3 separate regions of the Oryctolagus cuniculus genome follow, and regions 2 and 3 are each linked to region 1. Evidence: chromatin contacts called from public Hi-C data. All regions are on one chromosome and are shown on one strand. Each heading gives the region's core, a stretch centred on a gene start, on an enhancer-like site or on the middle of the called end of the contact. The rest is flanking DNA. Distances are from core to core; before and after follow the strand shown. Region 1 holds the start of KLF3 (KLF transcription factor 3). Region 2 has its middle 330 kb from the start of KLF3. Region 3 has its middle 260 kb from the start of KLF3.

Evidence for each region. A called contact is a pair of places that touch in the nucleus more often than the background predicts.
Region 2: a contact with region 1 is called in a Hi-C map of an unstated tissue, with 4 times the contacts expected there. The contact joins the enhancer-like site here to the promoter of KLF3 in region 1. A contact is called at or near these places in 6 of 6 Hi-C or Micro-C datasets (ear pinna, embryonic fibroblasts, liver and 3 more).
Region 3: a contact with region 1 is called in a Hi-C map of liver, with 5 times the contacts expected there. The contact joins the enhancer-like site here to the promoter of KLF3 in region 1. A contact is called at or near these places in 3 of 6 Hi-C or Micro-C datasets (liver, psoas muscle and an unstated tissue).

What each region holds. Positions count from the first base shown.
Region 1 is chr2:32,666,893-32,670,354 of mOryCun1.1, forward strand. KLF3 (KLF transcription factor 3) reads left to right here and starts at 1,587. Exons shown (of 6, transcript XM_070069638.1): 1 at 1,587-1,897. It overlaps LOC103352423 (serine/arginine repetitive matrix protein 1), which reads right to left and starts at 2,920. Exons shown (of 9, transcript XR_011386818.1): 1 at 2,906-2,920; 2 at 1,918-2,739. It overlaps LOC127490249 (a long non-coding RNA gene), which reads right to left. Exons shown (of 2, transcript XR_007918083.2): 2 at 3,151-3,407.
Region 2 is chr2:32,335,022-32,338,483 of mOryCun1.1, forward strand. No RefSeq gene overlaps it. Among named protein-coding and RNA genes, the nearest start is that of KLF3, 330 kb to the right of the region's middle. Within about 2 kb of position 1,555, at least 7 of the 8 cell types and tissues checked have an H3K27ac peak or open chromatin away from gene starts, as enhancers often do. A contact at or near this core is called in ear pinna, where this site is marked.
Region 3 is chr2:32,409,229-32,412,690 of mOryCun1.1, forward strand. No RefSeq gene overlaps it. Among named protein-coding and RNA genes, the nearest start is that of KLF3, 260 kb to the right of the region's middle. Within about 2 kb of position 1,798, at least 3 of the 8 cell types and tissues checked have an H3K27ac peak or open chromatin away from gene starts, as enhancers often do.

The DNA of each region.
Region 1 (3,462 bases), core at 337-2,836:
TTTGCATCTCTCTTTGATACACTAAAAATTAAAAAAAAAAAAAAAACCCTCCATCGCTTTGCATTTTAAAGCTTAATCGGATGGGGCGGGTCGGTGCTGGGGACTCCCCACATGGCCGTGCATGTGCGCGCACCTTTTACAGTCAGAAATTTCACTCCCTGAGGTGAATTTTATGACACCGTGTAGTTACACGAAGGGGCTCGGACTAATTTTACCACACCGTGTGGTTACACGAAGGAGCTCGGAATACAGACATCGCTGCGTTTCCAGTAGTACCACGCCCGGATGGGGCTTCAAAGTGAGAATGGTGAACTCCCGAGGCCTTTAAAACATCTTGAAGCAATAAGAAGCCATCGGCTGCAGCAAGGGCGTTTTTTAAACACTACACAGGCTAAAACAATCGAACCAATTTGTTCTTTGTTCTTTTTATTGCATTCTTTATGACATTAATTCTGTTTAAAAAGAAACTCAGAAAGGCATTGGACTCTAGCACCAAGCTCCACAAAGTGCCGCGAAGGGCCTGGCTGGCCGGGAAAGCGCGTGTCCGCCCAGCTCGTGCGCGCCGGGGGCCCAGGGGCGCCACGCGAAAGGAGAGGTCGCGGGCCGAGCCCTCGGCCTGGGCGGGAGGACCCGGCCCAACTTGGCCAAGTTGGGCCGCAGGCCCGGCCCGTGGGAGGTTGGCCCCCGGGGTCTCCTGGCTCTCAGGGAGAAGTCCTCCCGAGGCGGGAGGCGCCGCCTGGGGCCTGCCGCCCTGGGGCACAAAGGAAGAGCGCGCCAACAGGGAGTCGGCGGACCCTTGGAGGCCAGGGGCCATTTTAGGCCGAAGTCCGCCCGCTCCAGGAGCCTGTCCTTCCCCGGCGGCCGCCCGCGTTCTTCCGAATGCGTCCCGGCCACCCGCTCCGCCGCCGCCTGTGCTGTTTTTTTTTCCCCCATTAGAGTTGTGTGTAAGGCTTGGCCCCGGAGCGGCCGCGCTGGCCGCGGGGCCCAGCCCTTCCCGCCGCGCCCAGGGCCGCCCTTCCCGCCGGAGCCGGCTGATTGATGGCCGCGGCCGCCCGGGTCCCCCGCCTCGGCTCGCCCGCGAGCCCGGCTGTGTGTTTTGGAAGCGGCGCAGCGGGCTGCAGCCGCGCGACGCCCCGAGCGGGCAGCGCCGCCCTTCCTTCCCCCCGGGCTCGGGCGGCGGCGCGGCGGCCCAGAGCGCGGGGAGGGGGCCGGGCGCGCCGGGCGGGGGGCGGAGGGCGGAGGCCGCGCACGCCCAGCCCCACGGGCCGCGCCGCGCCTCGCGGGACAGGTTCGGCCGGCGGGGCGGCGCCCGGCTCCGGGGAATAATGAGTGTCTGTCAGGCCGTCCCCGGGTGACTGGGCGGGGCGGGGCGGAGGCGGCGCGGGAGGCGGGGGCGGCGGGGGAAGGGCGCAGGGCGGGGTGCGTGTTTGCGCGAGTGACTCGGCCGACCCCTCGGGCGGCTGCCTCCACCCAAGTGGGTGGGGACCCGCCCAGCCCGGGCGGCCGCGGCGGCTCCCTCTCCCCTCCCTGACCCTCCCACCCCGGGTCCCAGCCTCTACTTACCCCGCCAGCCCCGGGAGGCTCGCAGAGCGAGCGGCGCCGGCGTCATGTGACTGCCCGGAGTTGGTGCCAGGAGCCAGAGGGGAGCCAGGAGCGGAGCCGCGCGGAGCCGGGGCCGAGCCGGAGCGCAGCGCGAGCGCCCGCCGAGCCCTCACCGCGCCGCGCCCGCCGCACGCGCGTCCGTCCCCGTGCCCGACCCCGTCCCCTGCGGCCGCCGCCGCCGCCAGCGCTGCGCGGCCTGGGGCGCTGACACCACCGCGCTCGCGGGGCTCCGGGCAGCCCGGATCCGGGCCTCCTTTCTCTCCGGTCGCCAGCGCTCTGCACCGCGCTTAGCAAAGTAAGTCCCCTCGCCCTCACCTTGCCTGCTTGCCCCGACTCCTGCCGCCCTCTCCGCAGCTCCGCTGCCTTCGTTTGTTTCTTACGGGTGGGTGGGTGGCTGGCGGGGGTGTGTGTGTGTGTTGGGGGGGGTGGGTATGGCCCGCCGGGGGGTGGGTTGGGGTGCAGCGCGGGGGGCGCCTGTGCGCTTGGGAAAGTGCAGCAGCTCCTCGCAGCCGGGAGTGGGGGCGGAGAGGAAGGCGAGGGGAGGAGGCCCCCTGCTCGCGGTTGAAAGTGTGGGATTGGGGGAGACACCGTGCGGATCCTGGGTGCCGGCGAGCGAGGCCGGCGGGGAGGGCGCGGGCGGGGGCTCACCTGTGTGGTCCCCCGGCCTGCGCCCGCCCCCGACTCCCCCCCAAAGCCCCAGATCCCCGGTGCGGTCCGCGTGCGGCAGCGTTGTCCGGAGCTAGGTAGCTCCGAGGCCGCGCGCCGCTGCTCCTCCCCCTCCCGCCCCCGCCCGCGCCCCCCTCCCCGGACGGGGCGCGCGGCCGCTCGCCTGGCAGCGCAAACTTGGAGCAGCCTCTCGGGCCCTGCGGGAAGAAACTTGGGGCCGTCGGGACGGCAGGCAGCATCCCGTTCTAGGTCCTGGAACCCGGCAGCTGCCGGGGCGTCTGGATCCTCGGGGGCGGGGGAAACAGCGCCGGCCGGGTCGCCGGAGTTCTCCCGGGGGCACGGAGGGAACCTGCCGCAGTGCCTGGAGCGGGGATTGCGGCGTGGCTGGAGGCGGAGAGCGCCTGGGGCGGCAGCCTGCAGCCGGAGGGACCCGAGCCGTGTGCGGCGGACAGAGGGGCTGGCCCACGGGCCCTACCTGACGTTTCAGAGTGGCTTTCTCGGAGGTGGCAGATAAGACCTGGACTCGTCATATTCATTTCTTTGGTAGATGCTTTAAATTTTACGGCACCGTGCAGTGCTACCAGATGAAGAACGGGAATGGGACTTATTTTTCAAAGATTAAATGGAAATTGCTCACCTTATTGCGTTTCATGAAAATAAACATTTCATTTGGATCACTGGATTTTTTTTACTCAGTTTATTTTCCCATTAGTATCGCCTGAGACACTTGAAATATATTGATTATATTCTCAAAAGAGTCGGGTGTAATGGGGAAAAGTATGGAGTGGAATTCTGACTTCACTTCGGTTTGGTAGCTCTAATTATTAAGCAAAATCCGGTGAGAAATGGGCCAGTTGTTCATTATAGGTTTTTTCTCCCGCAGCAATTTTGTGCTGTCCTTTTGTAAGCGCTTGTATGTTTGAATTTGAGAAGCATTTTTATAAGAAATCCATCTGGATGGTAATCTGTCTCACCATCGGGAAGGCTTGTTTTTAGAGAAAAAACGATCTGCTAGCATCCACATCTCTAAAATTTTGCAAGTTGTTAGTATTGTTTAAAGAGTCCACGAATGGTTTCTTTGGCTTGGAGTTGGAGCATGAGGTATGTTATTTGACCTTAGTCAGCTGTTTAGCAGAGACCTGAAATAAGACATTTGATGGATTTAAGCTCCCTAGAAAAACTGATTTCCCAGTT
Region 2 (3,462 bases), core at 305-2,804, 330 kb before region 1:
GCTGAGAATCCAGGCTTGACTGATGGCAGCCATGTCTGGTTCAGTTCAGTGAGGGGCCCAGGTTCATGGCACAAACCTATCCCACTGTGGCTTCCATTGCTTGAGCTCTTGGGTTCTCAGTCTCAGCTGAGCCGTATGCAGATTGATGACTACAACCCCAGGGGTCCAAGGCAAGAGGGGGATGGTTTACAAAAACCCACTCCCTACTCCAGTAGTCCAATTCAAAATGCATTAAATCCACTCTCTCGTATTTGTATTGAGTGCACATTTGTACTGATTTGTATTTTCATAAACGTCGATAGGATGAAAGGAATAAGAATGATCTACAAAGGAGAGGAGGGAGTCGAGAAGTCAGATGAAAAGAAAGAGGTGATAAGCAAAACTTTCCAGATATACTGTGATGTAGAATTCTGACTTTTAAATCACGTAAGTGAAGTATTCCTTAAAAACAAAATTTTAATTTAAAACATTATCTATTGAAAAGGGCCCCCAGAGTCCTACTTTTGCAAAAGAAACACACCCTATGTAATTTGTGAAAAGTTATTTTAAATGCTCATGCTACCCTGTGTTTAAAATGGGGACAGCTTGCTTAGCATGAATGCAAGCCTGTAGAACCTGTTGGCCATAGAGCCTTGATAGGCTGCTGGAGGAGCCCTCGGCAGACGTGGATCTTTCAGTCTCGGCTTCCCAGGGAACTGGCTGAGCGGCCTCGCTGCTCCTCTCACCCTGACCCCAGCTGAATTCACACAGTTGTTCTGGGGCTCAAATGTAAAATCACTTGGAAAGTCGCAGTATCTTCCCAGATCTGTGTAGGTGGAGGCCCTTCCCAACAATCCACACAGCCTAAAATGGGACTTGTTACCTGAATCTCAAGGATGCTTGAACCGCTGGCCTTGGGCTGGGGTCCCGTGAAGGATGGTGTTGGTCGCCTGGCTTCCTACTCTCCCTCGCAGCCTTTCATCTGGGGGTGGAGGTGACTGAGGCACAACTCCGCTCCTCCAACAAATGAGCTTTAGGAACACAGAAGAACGACTTAAAAATTCACGGATTTTCAATCCTTTCCCTTCTCTACCTTAAAAATGTACAGAAGGCTGGAAGGGGCAAGAGAGGTGGTAGGAGTTTTGAAAGAGATTTCAAGAATAGAAAAGAAAATTGAGAGAAGCAGCGGCAGAATGCGTCCTGCTATGCTGACATGTTTCCCTTTCGATTTTGGTGGTGGTTTTTTGCTTTTCTTTTTTTTTTCTTTTTTCCCTCTTTTTTTTTTTCCTTCCCTAAAAAAATGTCTAGGATTTTGTCTCCTCTGAGCAGAAGCTTGGAAGGAAAACCTGACATCATCTCCAGAACTGTGAGGCTGCTTTGTGCTGCGGTCACTCAAATGCTTCTCTTCAATTCCCTGCAGCCGCCAACCTACCATGTGGCAGGTCTGGAGAGCCAGGGAGGGAGGCCCGGACGAGTGGAGCTGCCGGGGCGGGCGGGCGGCTCCCCGGGGCGAGGGCGAGGGCAGGCGGAGCCCCAGCTCCTCCCAGCCGGCGGAGCGCCTGGCCCCTCCTATTGCCACAGGGGAATAGGAGGAGAGACCTACATTTAAAAAGGCAGGAACCTACCAACTGCAGAGCTCCTAAAATGCAGAGTGAGAATTCCCATGTGTGAGGTCAAACGGAGGCCAAGAATTACCTAATCAGCTCTGAAAACCCCCTCCATAGGGGGTCAGGTCAGGCTGGTAACACCCCAAACCATTAACTAGAGCTACCACCTACCTCCACCAACCTAGCCTCAAGGTTGTTTAATTTTCTTGGTTTTTTGGTGTTTTGCCGGAGACAGTTTTTCTGGTGGCATTTCTGTGACTTCCTGTTTGTGACTGAGCCTTCCTTAGCCTACTTCCTTTTTTGGGGGTTAGATGGCCCTGACTACCATTTCCACCCAGATGCATGGAAAGGGTGTGTGCGTGTGCTGATGGAAACAGTTCGTGTTCTTTTTTATGTTATAAAACACCTTCCTGATACATTCCCGTTCTCTCTTGCTTCCCACAACACCAGGGTGTGCGCGATACCATTATGTCTAAGTTACAGAAAAGGAATAGAGCAAAGCCTGCCTCTGAATCCCTGATTCTGACTTATTCTGTAAGGGAGACTTAAATTGAGCTTATTTGGCAAAGCTCTGTTCCGGGAGAATTTATGTATTGAGTGTTTATTACAGGCTGATCCCGAAGAGTAAAGTCTGAGTTGGCTTGGTCCCTTTGCCAGAGTAGTGGAGGAATTCTTAAGGATGTGTTATTTCGTTTTGAGAGGGAGCTTCAGCAGTCTTTCAACATGGCTGTCCTAGGCCCATGCTGGGGTGTTCTCTGTGCTAGCCCCGGGGGTGCACTTCCAGCATCAGGCAGTAGGAGGAGCATGTGTGCAAGAGGAGGAGAGATCCGGCAGTGCAGGCAGGAAATGCCTGAGACCCACCATGTGTCCTTAGCAGGCCGGGGTTGGAAAAACTATTTTTTTTCCCCCTCTGCCTGAATGCTTAGAACCTATGGCTCCAGGCGTCTCTGCCAACACTTGCACTCACTGACTTGCAGGGTGGGAAAAAACCAGCCTCTGAGAGTTGTAGTCAAAGATTACATATGTCCACTGGATCAGAGGCAGGAAAAGCCTGCACACGCCTGCGGGGGGAGGATGTTGGCGGGGAGAGGGCCATCCGGGGTCTGCGTGTCACATGACCCCTGCCCAGAACAGAATTGTGTGCAGGCCACAGCGAGAGCTGGAATGTGAGCTGCACACAGAGGGAGACGTGTGTCTGATTGTGCACTGTATTTCTGGCTTCTCCAACAGTGCAGGTGGCTGGCTTGGCTCTCCAGGGCCTTTTACATGGGCCTCACATTGCAAGAGCCCACTAACCTCCGCTACGCTCTGACAAGGGCCTTGAAGTTGGGTAGAAAAAAAACATCCTTTGGCATTGTGTGACTCCACACCCAGCGGGACCCCAGGCAGAGGTGTGTGCAGTTCACCCTGGAATAGCTTGGAGTGCCAGTTGGTCACCTTCACTCCAGGCTGGGGCTTTCTCTCACTTCTCCTTTCTAGGATACAAGTTTAGTTCCTTACACATTTTTTATTTATCTTTTGGTGAGCTTCTATCCACTTTCTCACTCCTTAAATGCCTGCAACATCAAGGACTGGGCCAGGCTGAAGCCAGGAGCCAGGAACTCAATCTGGGTCTCCCCGTGGGTGACCAGGGAGCCAGCACTGGAGCCATCACTTGCTGCCTCCCAGGGTGCACATTAGGAAGCTGGAGTCAGAAGCAGGGCTGGGATTTGAACCTAGCACACTGACATGGGGTATGGGTATCCCAAGTGGTTTCTTAACTCTGTACCAGATGCCTGCCCCAAACTGGAGTTTCTGAACCTGGGGAAGAAAAGTTGCAAACCTGCAGCAGCAGATCGCCTCTGAGGGCTGGCTGACTGGCAGGCAACAATTTCCT
Region 3 (3,462 bases), core at 548-3,047, 260 kb before region 1:
GCACACCCCGCTCTATATCACAGACAAGTACCCTGAGGCCCACAGAGCCGAAATAAGGCAGCTGGCATTGCATGTCAGGTGTGGTGGAGGGAGCGCTAAGCTGGAAGTCTTCAGAATCCGCAGAGCCTGCGCGGCTTATTCCGGAGGGAGGGCGAGCTGTTCATCATTGCATCTTCCTGCACAGAAAGGGCTCCAGGCTTTCTGTCCATGCTAAGGCTCTACCTTCTCGCAGACAGGATGTCAGGGTGTCTGGAGAGCATACGGTTCCCCCTGCCCTGACCTCAAGGTGACCTTCCCAACTCCCCTCTGCTGGCTCTCAATTCCTGGGGCCTGGGTCCCCAGGGCAGATGTGGACAGAGTGCGTGCAGGAGGCGGGATGATGGCTGCCCCGCTCACCAAGCTGGCACACAGTGGGCGCCAAGAAAGGCTGTTTCTCATGGAAAAGTAGTATTTCTTTTCCTGGCTCTGGCAGGAGAGCCGATCAGGGAAGAGGTCAAAGGGTTGACTTGAATTAGGTTTGAAGGTTGGCTGGGATTCAATTACCCATGACCCTCTAGGCTCTCCTGCCAGCCATGATTAATGGAGACCCACTGAAGTGGGCTGGGATTGCTAACACTGCAATCAACATCACTATTATTTTGAGAATGAAGACACTGGAATTATCTGAAGAGCATTCTGAAGCCACAGGAGATTTCTTAGGCTGGAGCTATCCTGGTGCTTTAGCTCAGGAACAGCACAGGGCTCAGATTAGGAGACAAGAGGTATTTCTGAGTGTAGCTGGGGAGTCCCCGCTGCTGTTTGTTCTTGCCATCATGCTGGCCTGCTGTAGATCAGTTATCATTGAGGGCTGTGGGTGGTTTGGATCTGGATCCTGAAAACACCTTACTTGTGTTTACTTGGGGCATATATTAGGGAAAGAGGCTACTTTGCAAATCAGAGAATCCCCTCAATTAAAAGAAGAAAAGAAGCTGCCCCATTGTCACCACTTTCCTGTTTCCAATGTGGGTTTTCCTTCTCAGCCTCACACTGAGGTTTATCTAATCTCGGACCAGGGGTGGATGAAGGCCTTGGGAACCAGGGCCCAGCTGCAAGTTTGTTTTCCTACAGAAACATCCTTGTGGAGCCGATCTTTCAGGAGGTATTTTTGAAAATCTGATGACAATCACAGTGGCTTGTTGGATCCAAGTGAGCTGGCAGTAAGTCGGGTTTTGTTGTTTTTGGGTTTTGTGCCACATGGGGTCAGTTTGCACATTGATCTGTATAGCTGTGCTTAGCAATAGCAAATCTTCTATTAGCAAAGGAAGCCCAAGGAGACGTAACACAGATTTTCGCTTTTTTTGCTACAACCCCAGCTCTGCTCCTTGACCTCTGTCCAGCTATCTTTTCCGAGCTCAAGGCTTGTCATCTGGCTGCTGGGGACAAGTTAAGGGATCGCTGTGGCACCCAGCCCTCTGCCCCCTCCTAGGCCAAGGGCTTAATGAACCCAGTGGGAATGGAGTCCAGTGTTCTGAGAGTCATTGCCCTTCTGTGTCCTAATAACGTAGCTGTCTCTGCGCTAATCCACTTCCCTCTAAGAACACAATCCATACGTGTGATTTGATGTATGGGTTCTCAAGCTCACTGAATGAGCTCAAACTTGAAAGAGATCCAGATCATAATAACCCCTATTATTTTTAGAGCATTACCTCGTCATTCTGATGAATTCGCTTAGAGGGCTGCTCCCTGCGGCTTCCCCAGGGAGAGGCACAAGAACACAGATTTCCTTTGGTGGGAGTTCACATGTTTAGAGCTGTAACATAGCAGATCATTGTGAAATCTAATGGGTGCTTGGCCCATGCCAAATAAGCCCAGCACCCAAAGCACATAAAGAAATCATTGAAAGACACTGGACTGAATCCAAAAGGCCGTGGCTAATGTTTCACCTAATCTCGATCCTGGTCTCTCCCGCTGCCCACTGCCGGCCCCACCCACCAGATATGCAGAGTGTCCCTGCAGCTGCTTCTAGCCCATTTGCAACCTTTAACCCCAGGCAGAAGAGTGAGGACGCTTTTTGAAGCCCAGAGCCAAAAGGGGGACAGAGGAGTCGCAGGAGCAGGCAGAGGGGGAGGGTGGTTGGAGGTTGGAAGGGGTTAATTCCCTGGGGGTGGGGCTGCAGGCTGACCCGAGACAGGCTCCGGGCCACAGAGAAAGCCCGGTGGGACTGGAGGTGACACTGGGTCAGAACCCCAGGACTTGGAGCAGGAATGTATATGAGCTGGGAACAAAAGTTTCAAAAAGAGGCAGTGAAAAAAAATGCGCGTTTTTGTTTTCAATTCTTTTTATCTTGGCTCTATCTCAGGCACCAGTGACTCCGGAACTTTAGAAGCTAAGGGCGGGGTGGGGTGGGGTTTGGTGATTTTTTTTTTCTTTTCCTCTTAAAGGGAAGGAACAGAGCGCTCCTCGAACATGTATAATTTGCTTGAACATGATCCCAGCCACTAATAAAAATATTGAGCAATATTTCATTCTATCTCTCTGGAACTGGCATTTGCAAAGGTGGTATTGACAGATCAGAGAGCAGAAAGGAATTCTGCCACTACCCGTGGAGGAATTTGGACCTGCGAGAGATTTTTGCTGTTAATTATTGATGATTTCAGCTGCCCTAAGCCAGGCTTTATGTTTCTAAAGAGTATGTGCAGAATTGGTAACAAAAACCATCATTTGTTCCTGGTAAGGGCTACTGGGCTTCAGAGAAAAAATCTTTAGACCCTGTATATGAGATAGAGAGAGATTAATTCATAAAACCCAGAAGTTTAGCTGAACTTCCAGCCTGGAATTTATTTTTTGAACAACAGAGATGGATAATAGCCTGAGATAACACAGTATATGAAAACTCAAACGTGCCACATTCCTGATAGAGAAATGGCGGGCGCAGGTTATGGGAGGATTGATTACAAGGGCTTTTTAAATAAAAGTGTCTTCAGTGTCTTGAGGTGAGGGAGTGAGTTTGTGTGAACTTGTGAGGATCCCGTGTCAGTGTTCCCTGTGCAAACATCATTCTCAACAGCAGGCAGCCCCCCTCGCCCCCCCAGCTCTGGGGGCGTCATAAGGGCTGTGGGGAATGCAGGTAAAAAGAGAAGCTTGCTTTAGCCCTGGACCCTTGAAGCCCTCACTTAGTTCTTCCCACCGCTGAGCTTCTCCAGGAACTTTTTAAAGGTCCCTCATCCCTCTGAGGTTGAACCCGGCACTACCACTCAGAGGAGAGCGACTGCACCACTCCCCTCCCCAACCTCAGTTTCTCCATCTGTCAAATGAGGAAGGGATACCGCCGGCAGGGAACAATGGAGATGAGCCCTTCTTGCAGGCTGGATGCCCTGACCTGTGTCAGGTAAGATGCAGCCTCAAACAGCTGGGGCCCGGCCAGCTTGCGACTGTTTCTTTGATTTACTTATTCATTTATTTGAAAGAGTCACAGAGAGGGAG